2 separate regions of the Solanum lycopersicum genome follow, and region 1 is linked to region 2. A link is a contact called in public HiChIP or PLAC-seq data. All regions are on one chromosome and are shown on one strand. Each heading gives the region's core, a stretch centred on a gene start, on an enhancer-like site or on the middle of the called end of the contact. The rest is flanking DNA. Distances are from core to core; before and after follow the strand shown.

What was found. HiChIP or PLAC-seq counts read pairs in DNA pulled down with a chosen protein or histone mark.
Region 1: a contact with region 2 is called in an RNA polymerase II HiChIP or PLAC-seq map of leaf, with 5 times the contacts expected there. The contact joins the promoter of LOC101249566 here to the promoter of LOC101248996 in region 2. A contact is called at or near these places in 3 of 8 Hi-C or Micro-C datasets (all in leaf) and 1 of 1 datasets of contacts at active chromatin or transcription factors (leaf).

The regions. Positions count from the first base shown.
Region 1 is chr8:52,812,855-52,817,422 of SLM_r2.1, forward strand. LOC101249566 (25S rRNA (cytosine-C(5))-methyltransferase NSUN5) reads right to left here and starts at 1,785. Exons shown (of 14, transcript XM_004245019.5): 1 at 1,351-1,785. The coding sequence starts at 1,364.
Region 2 is chr8:52,570,281-52,574,464 of SLM_r2.1, forward strand. LOC101248996 (probable WRKY transcription factor 75) reads left to right here and starts at 1,941. Exons shown (of 3, transcript XM_004245017.5): 1 at 1,941-2,365; 2 at 2,504-2,642; 3 at 3,454-3,808. The coding sequence starts at 2,089. The coding sequence ends at 3,583. LOC101249285 (protein PLASTID MOVEMENT IMPAIRED 1-RELATED 2-like) reads right to left here. Exons shown (of 3, transcript XM_004245018.5): 3 at 3,821-4,184. The coding sequence ends at 4,100.

The DNA.
Region 1 (4,568 bases), core at 535-3,034, 240 kb after region 2:
TTTTTTCTGAAACTGCAAAAAAAAAATGGGGGTAAAAACAAATATAGATTAATTAACTAGTTTATTAGGAACCTTAAATTTATTGACAACATGCTGGAAAAATTGATTAATAAACCAATAGACATGAATTCTATTCCCAGATTATATATGTAGAATTATTTAAATGCTATTGACATGATTTCTAAGTGACCGAATTATTTCCATACCAAAGAATTAAGTTCATTTATTTTACATGAGCTTAATTTTGAGCACATGTCAAGAGGTTCAAACATTCCATATGGTCAACATAAAAATCCTTATTTTTGTGGTGAACAATAATCACGATGAATAGTTAAGCACAAGTAGTAATCTTATAATTTATTTATTTTTATCTTAATTAAGTTGATGATGCAAAATTGACAAACATAATAAAGCATATAAACTAATTCTTATAGGCATGCTTTCTAATATGTTTGAATGAAAATAAGAGAAGGATGTAGCATGTAATTCCTCCTCCCCCTTTAGACGATTCCCCAAATTATATCATATAGAGAGAAAGTTTAGAGTCATATAAATATTTAAAATTCAAAATAAAGAAGAGCCAAAGTTAAATATTAAATTATTATTTTTTACCAAAAATAACCAAGTAAGAAATATGTCAATTATAATTAAGGTAAAGAAATCAATTACTCATAATACACCTGGTAAAATAAGCAAGAAAAGAATAAATTAATATAAACACGAATTGATACAATCCAGAACGAACAAACAAAGTTATTTTTTAAGAAAATCTACCCAAAGCAATATTCTTCTCACCTGCAATAGTTTATCATCTAAAAGAAATTTAAAAATATATAAAAATCTAGTGGCAAGATGGAAACAATGTTTACCACTAAGAGAGAAAATCGACTAAAATCAGCAAATTGATTTACAGATTATTGGGGTTTGAAAGAAACGAGCATCAATCCGATTTACCAATTCCTACAAAAGTTATCCAGTACAACGCCAATTAAGGGGAATTAAAAAATAATGAAGGGTTTACCAAATTATTGAATAATCACAAATATAGGATAATTGGATGCAAATTAAACTGTAGTCTGGATGCCAACTACCATATGAAAATTAATTTATCAACTATGACAATTCACCAACTACCATATGAAAATTAATTTATCAACAATGACAATTCATCTTGTATGATTAACATGTAGAAAGGATTAGCAAATACAATTCATCACAAAGGAGGAGTATATAACAATGAAAGCAGAAAATTATAAAAGCCTTAACAAACGAGTTGTGGCATTTCAATATCAAAGAATCATACTATGCTCAGAATTAGAATCTGAGCCTAAAAATTAATTGAAAACTTACCTGGTGATATCCATCTGTTTAACAAAACTCGAAATTTTCAAAAGCTCCACCGGAATGGCCGGAGCTGCTGTTTTCTGCCGGCGTCACTGACCTCACGCAACTTTTCCTTCGCTGGAGCCGCAGCTGCGCCTCGTTGCACGCCGGAGTCGTCTCTGCTGCTTGTCGTCGCCGCTGCTGCTACTGGTCGCTGCTGCCTGGCGGTCCTGCAAAAAGAGAGGAGAAAAGAAGGGGGAAAAGAGGAGAGAAAGAGGAAGAAGGGAGGCGGAGGCGCCTGGTGTTGTTGTCACCGTAGCTGCTGCTCGCCGGTGATCCGTTCGGAGAAAGGGGGAGAAGAGGAAAATGGGGCGAGGGAAGAAGAGACAGAGGAAGAAGGGAGAAGCTTGGAATTAGGTTTTAGTCTTCTTTTTAGAACTAAATTGACTAGAATTTTATGGACGGTTAGGATTAGATGTAGGATTTAATTTAAAAGATCGACGGTTGCGATTAAAAGATGAGATTTAAATTAGATTGAATTGGATTTGGATGGCCAAAATTGTAATAAAATTGGCTAGAATTAAAAGGAAAGAAATGGTTACTATTGAAATACAATTGAAATTGGATAGGCTAGAATTGAAACAACTTAGAATAGAATAGGCTAGAATTTAAATAATTTTGAGGAAAAATAAGAAATTGCTATCCAATTAAAATACTACCAATATAATCATATATTTTATAAAATTTAAATCACTTAAATATCATAACATTTGGATAAAATAATTATCTCAAAATTTATTAAGAATGTTTAAAATATTTTAATGATATTTACAATAATTTTATAAAGTAAACATACTAAAATATATAATTTTTATGCAAAATTGACTTAAAATAAAATATGTATTAATCGAATAGCATTTCCAAAAATAGTTAAAATTCGATCAAAATTAAATATCAACAGTAAAATTAATAGAAGTGGAGAACCACATAAAGTGGAAATTAAGAAGTTTGGGGGCAAATCCATCTACCTTGCTTTTATTCTATATTTGTTGCTCCTCGGTTGTTTTACAACCTAACAGTCCACCAGAATAACAAATTAATGATCTTTCCAATCACAATGAAATCATAATTGACGAACTAGTGGTTTATGTACCACAAAAGTAGCATAAAGAAAATGAGACCTGCTATTTCTGATGACTATTTGGTATATCTACACGAGTTAGAAATTGACTTAGGAATTGATAATAATCTAGTTTCATTTTCACAACCTATTGAATTAATAATTTTGATAAATGATAAATTCTTATGAAAGATGAGTTGAAATCTATGGAACAAAGTAAGTTTGAAACCTTGTTGAGTTACCTTACGACTTCAAAAGAATTGGATATACATGGGTCTTTAAGACCAAACACGACTTAATTGGCAACATTCAACGTCACAAAGCCAAACTCGTTATAAAAGGTTTCACTCACGAATATGACATTGAATATAAAAGAGACATGTTCACCTATCTTTAATAAAGATCCACTTAAAATTATAATGATTGTAGAAGTTCATTATGACTTAGAGCTACATCAAATGGATGTGGAAATCTCATATTTAGAGGATGGAGTTTATGCGGATCAACCAAAAGGGTTTTCCATCAATGGTAAGAAACACGTGTTATGTAAACTTCACAAGTCAATATACAAAAAAAAATTGTTGAGAAAAGTAACAATTAATCTATATTTATCCATAGGTATACATACTACCTCAAAAGAGTAGTTCCCCTCCAAAAGTGTTGTAATTACATAAGATCCTACAACTATCAAGTTATAACCAGTTCATAGTTGTGCAAATTACTTCTATAGTTGTGTTTTGATTACTTCTAAGCTATATAAGACTTCTTGTTTACATCAAAAGTAATACAGAGCTAAACAATTAAGCTGAAATGTTTGTATGTTGCTCTTTTTTCCTTCCACTACATCATTTTCGGCTGTAGTAGCCTAAACTAGCATAAAGTGTGGCCTTTGATAAAAGACTACACTTTTGGACATTCAGCAACACTTTTTAGGGGCTGCCCAAAAGAAGCGTAACCTTTGACATTAGGCAACACTTTTTAAATGTTGTCACCTTTGGCAACACTTATAAAGCGTAGCCAAATAGGTATAAGGGCACGCTTTGAACTATAAATGGTACAAGTCGCAAGTAAGATCAGCGTGGATCAACCTTCAAACTATAAAAAAGATATCCAATCAGTACTAGGTAAGTAACATAGCATGAATCATCTAATTAGAGCTTTTGAATTCACTATTCAGCAAGAAAATCGTGAGGAGTAGAAGTGTAAAGAACAACCCCAAATTTCTCATTTTTAAATAGGTCCTTGGCTGGAAGAGTTTAAAACATGCGAAGGAACAGAAGTATAAGCTTTATGTATGTATGACAAAATTCATATTAAAGAGGACAGAACAACAGGAGATAGCAGAATATGCAGTCTTAAAAGATGATTTTTAGTTCACTTTTTTGGACAAAGTAGACTTAGCTAGTGAAACTCAAATTTGGAGAGTCCGATTTCTAGTTCACTTATCAGAATATGCAATGGTGTAATAACATATTTGGAGAGTCCGATAAACATAGTTAAAAAGTGAGAAGGTTCTCTATGATTAGGAATGTAAAGAAGAGAACAACATTATTTTCTGATGTTGATTCTTATATGTTAAAACTATTTTTTTATTTAGTTTCATCACGAAGATGAATAGACTATAGTCTTATAGATATGGTCACAAGTTTCAAACTTGAAAGCGTACAAATTACAACATGTTTATTCTTCAAAAATTACAAAAGAATAAATGTATATTAAGCTCTTCAGTAGGCTTATTCCTGTTCACTACTAACTGGAATATCCACAGTTTGACATAGACTAAAAGGAAAGGCATCAAACAACTGAAGTCACAGAGAAAACATGTTGGTGGATAGCACCATAGGTCTCTTCCCCCTGAAGCTCAAAAGAAACACCACTTTGTGGAGCATGACAGAACCATTGAAGTCGATAGGAAGGAGAAACATAAAGTCAGTGAGGAAAAAAACACTTGACCATAGACTGTCTTTACAATTCTATTTACTACTATTTTATATGGAAGAACTTGACATGTAATGAAATTGGAAAGTTACAAGCTATTTTCTCATCTGTTGCATCTAACTCATCAAATAGGTCAGACTTTAGCATCATACAAGACTTTCTCTCCATTTTGTTTGCACTAACTTCT
Region 2 (4,184 bases), core at 691-3,190:
AACTTAAATTCAGGAATATCGTGCTCTTAGATAAATTAAGTGATGCTTATTAAACTAATAGGACTTGGTAACACTAGTCTTTTGGGTCACTATTAACCCTTGTTTATCTAATGATATAAAGTTTTTTCTTTTTGTTTTTTAAAGTATATATTGGTCAACAAATGCCACATCTAGAACATATATAATGTCAAGAATGTTATTTAGTAGCCAAATTTTGCCTAACTTTGGATTGTAAATACCATCATTACAGATTAGACTTGATGTATCTCAATATTTTTTTTACCTTTCCATTATAATCTTTTTAACTTATTTAGCCATCAGGATACTGATACACATCAACACTGATGTCATCTTTTAATATTTCAAACCTCATATATTTGCTATATATATTCAAGTCAACCAATACGTATCCAACAAATGTCTCCTAAGCATGTTAAGATACTCCCTGGAACTTGCCTAGATTTCTAGTGGGCTCCAGTTGATGTGCACTACACTTTGCTTGTTACACTTCTCACATTTAAAAAAAAAAAAAGAAATTATGTGTTTTGACTATTATATATGTTTTTATTAATTTTATATAATTGTTAAAATTAATGCATCTTTAATAAATATTCTTTCTTTAATTTCTCTGCATAAAAAGAGAGTTAATCTAAATAATTATGATGTAAAAATATGTGTATATATTTTTCACTTAGTTTTTTTTATATATGCTAATTAATCAATATTTATTACTATTATTTTTAATAAAAATGACGAGCAAAGTGGTTCGAATAGAAAACTAAGTAAATTAAAAGGACAGTATGGAAACTTGCACGATAAAATGCAACAAGTTTATTAGTTATAGAATAAGGAATTTTATCTGAATTGAGGATCCGAACGAATTCTGCTTTCATATCTCTCGTATGGAGCACTGAGTTACTTACGTTACGGTCTTCAGCAGGCAGGCTGGTTCACTGGTAGAGTGTTTCACCTTAACCAAAAGTTTTGGGTTTGAGATCTGTAGAGCACGCCACCCTTGGGTGGAGAAAAAAGAATTAAGGAATTTTATATTATTAATTATGCTATAATCACCTATGGTAGGTCATTATTTTATTTATTTAAGTTAAAATATTAATTGTTATAAATAGTTACATGTTACGAGGAGGTATGAGAGGTTGATAATGGTCAATTTGAGGAGATCTAGATACAAAAGTAGGCTGAAAAAGTCTTGGGAAGAAGTTATTAGACATGATATGATGCACTACAACTTATCGAGGAGAGGACAATAGATACGAGGATTCGAAAATCAAGGATTATAGTAAATAGTCAAACATTGTCTAGTTTTCCTGTTGGTATTATGATGATAAGTACTCGTCACCTATCTTCTTCTTAAGATTTTATTCTTACCTCTTGTTCCGTTGGTTTAAGTTATCGTAGTGCTTATTGTTGATACTTATTTTTCTCTTTTTCAAAGTGGAGTATTCTTATTGCTTTGATATTTTTTATTTGAGTCGAAAATCTTTCGAAAACAATCTTTCTGTCTTCACAACTTAGAGATAAAGTTTGTGTACACATCACCTTATTTAGACCTCATTTATGAGATTACACTAGATAAGTTATTGTATATTTAAAACCCTACTTAAATTGCTAAAGCTGTTTAAATTGAAACAATCTTACAAATCCTTAAATGCAGATAAAGATGTAAAGTGAAAAGTGGGTATCAAATAGAGAAAAAAAAAGGTCATGAGACCAATCATTGTCACATATTGACTTGTAAAGTATTCCCCTCACCGTTGCTAAGGGGTTAATTTGTCTAAACACGAGAGATTGATATTATGTGAATTGAAGTTTACAAACACACTAAGCAACATTGAAAAGTCTATGCACAAAGTCTTCTTTCCCATGTCCCACTCTACTTGTTAGCATTACAACTATATAAGCATAAATTTTGGAGTGACTAAATAAGCAAATAAAGCTAAAAGGGCCCTCAACAATGACATTCACTTAGCCACCAATCTTATAACCGTTGTCTATGAACCTTCTTCGTACCTCGTAGGAACCTCACTAGGAAATTTAATTGCTTCGTAATATAATAAATGTACGAACGCGATGGGAGGGAATTTCAGTTCATCATCATCCATGGATGCAAATAATTCTAGTGCAAACATGTTCGATGGAAGTTTTACACCACTACTAAACTCACCTGATAGTGATGATCATTTCTCAAACAACTTGATTAACTTTGAGCTTTCTGATATTTTCGAGATAGATAATTGGCCTGTTCAACAACCTGATCCAACTCTTGTACCTCACTACTCAAATTATGCAGCAAATCAAGTGGTTAACACTAGGAGTAGTACTACTTATCATGAGGAACCTAGCAACAGTAAGCATTTCATCAACACTACTTTTTAGCATTATCTTATTCGTATGTAAGCAAACATGCATACATAAGGATATAGTTTTTCAAATTAACACGATTATGTTTCGTGCTAAATGTTATTTGGTTTTGCAAAAAAAATAGACGTTGGCAGCAGCAGCGAGAGGAGGGAAGTGAAGGACAAGGTTGCTTTCAGAACGTTGTCCCAAATTGAAATACTAGACGATGGATACAAGTGGAGGAAGTATGGAAAGAAGATGGTGAAAAATAGTCCAAATCCGAGGTAACGAGACTTTTGCTTATTGTTATAACATTACTAAAAAATCACTATTTTTCCACTCTGAGGTTATTTCTACACAGATATTTTGATTGAAGCAGTGTGAAAAGAAAAAACATACGCAGTGAATATATCATGTGGAAAAAGTAGTAATTTTCACACTATCTCCAACCATGCATTTTTCCTAGTGAGCTAGTTCGGTGGGAAAATCATGTTTTATAACACAGATTCGCAGTGGATTAGTGTAATGTTTAGATTGTTGGAATAAGCTATGTGAATCAAATAAGCCTATATGTACAGTAACTGTTTGGTTAAACAAGCTATACCTGAAAATCTTGTTGCATCTATCTTACTATGTATGTATGTATTTTTATAAGATACTATAACAAAACAACACCAAAAGTTACGATGAATTTTGACTGTCCTTGTCCATGCCGTTTCAGTTAAGTAAACAGGTCATTCAGTTACTTCATATTCTTTGCACTCGATCTCAGTCAAGCAACCTAGATATATATGTATATATATATATATTCTAGGAAATTTACCACAAACATAACTTCACCAAAGAAGGGCCCATCTGCCAAACCAGAGGGCCACATTAATTGTTAACTACTTAATTCCCAAAAAAGAAGTGCTAATTCCACTTAAAAACGAATTAATGTCGCATCAAAAGAAGATGAGGTGTAAATCTGAATTTGACAAATCATGAAAACCTTTCAAAAGAAAAGTTGTGAGCTATTTTGTACTATAGCAGCTTATGGAAAGTCGTATGACTACTACTTAACTCAGACGACATGTTTTGTGTATCAACTTACAGGAATTACTATAGGTGCTCAGTGGAAGGTTGTCCGGTCAAGAAGAGAGTTGAACGAGACAAGGAGGATTCTCGGTATGTGATAACCACCTACGAGGGTGTCCACAACCATCAAGGTCCCTCCCTGTTCTGATCGATGAAGAAGACATCAGTTTAAAGTTACTGAGTGCTGTAGCTTAGCTAAATCAGGCCAGTAAATTGGATCCCCTAAACTGTTTCCAGCTTGACTGGGGTCAGATGCAGGCGTCTATCTGTAACTCAAAATGTAACAATTAGAATATTTCAGTTGCCATGTACTCTTATCCTGCTTCCAACAGGATTTTTTTTTAATATATATATAAGCTACTGTATGAGGCTATATTCTGAAGAGTTTTATAAGGTAAACAAGCTAGAAATCACAAGCATTTTGAGAAAGTTGGTCTACAACATTGAAACAACAGCATGAGAGCCCCAAAAACTAGTTTTTCTTGAGAGCCCCAAACATCATGAAATGCTAACTGTCAAGCTGTCATTACTACAGAGAAATAGCTTGGAGATTATGCTATGCAATGAAACTATATTCAGCTATTTTACATAAACATGATAGACCGATAAATTTCTTCCCTTCATATACAAAATGGGAAAATATATGGTGGCTAGAAAAAGGGTGTTATAACTTGATTCCCAACTGACTTATATTTGGACGGCCTTCAGATGGAAAAATAATATCAGCATTTCGTATATGAGTGTTTGAC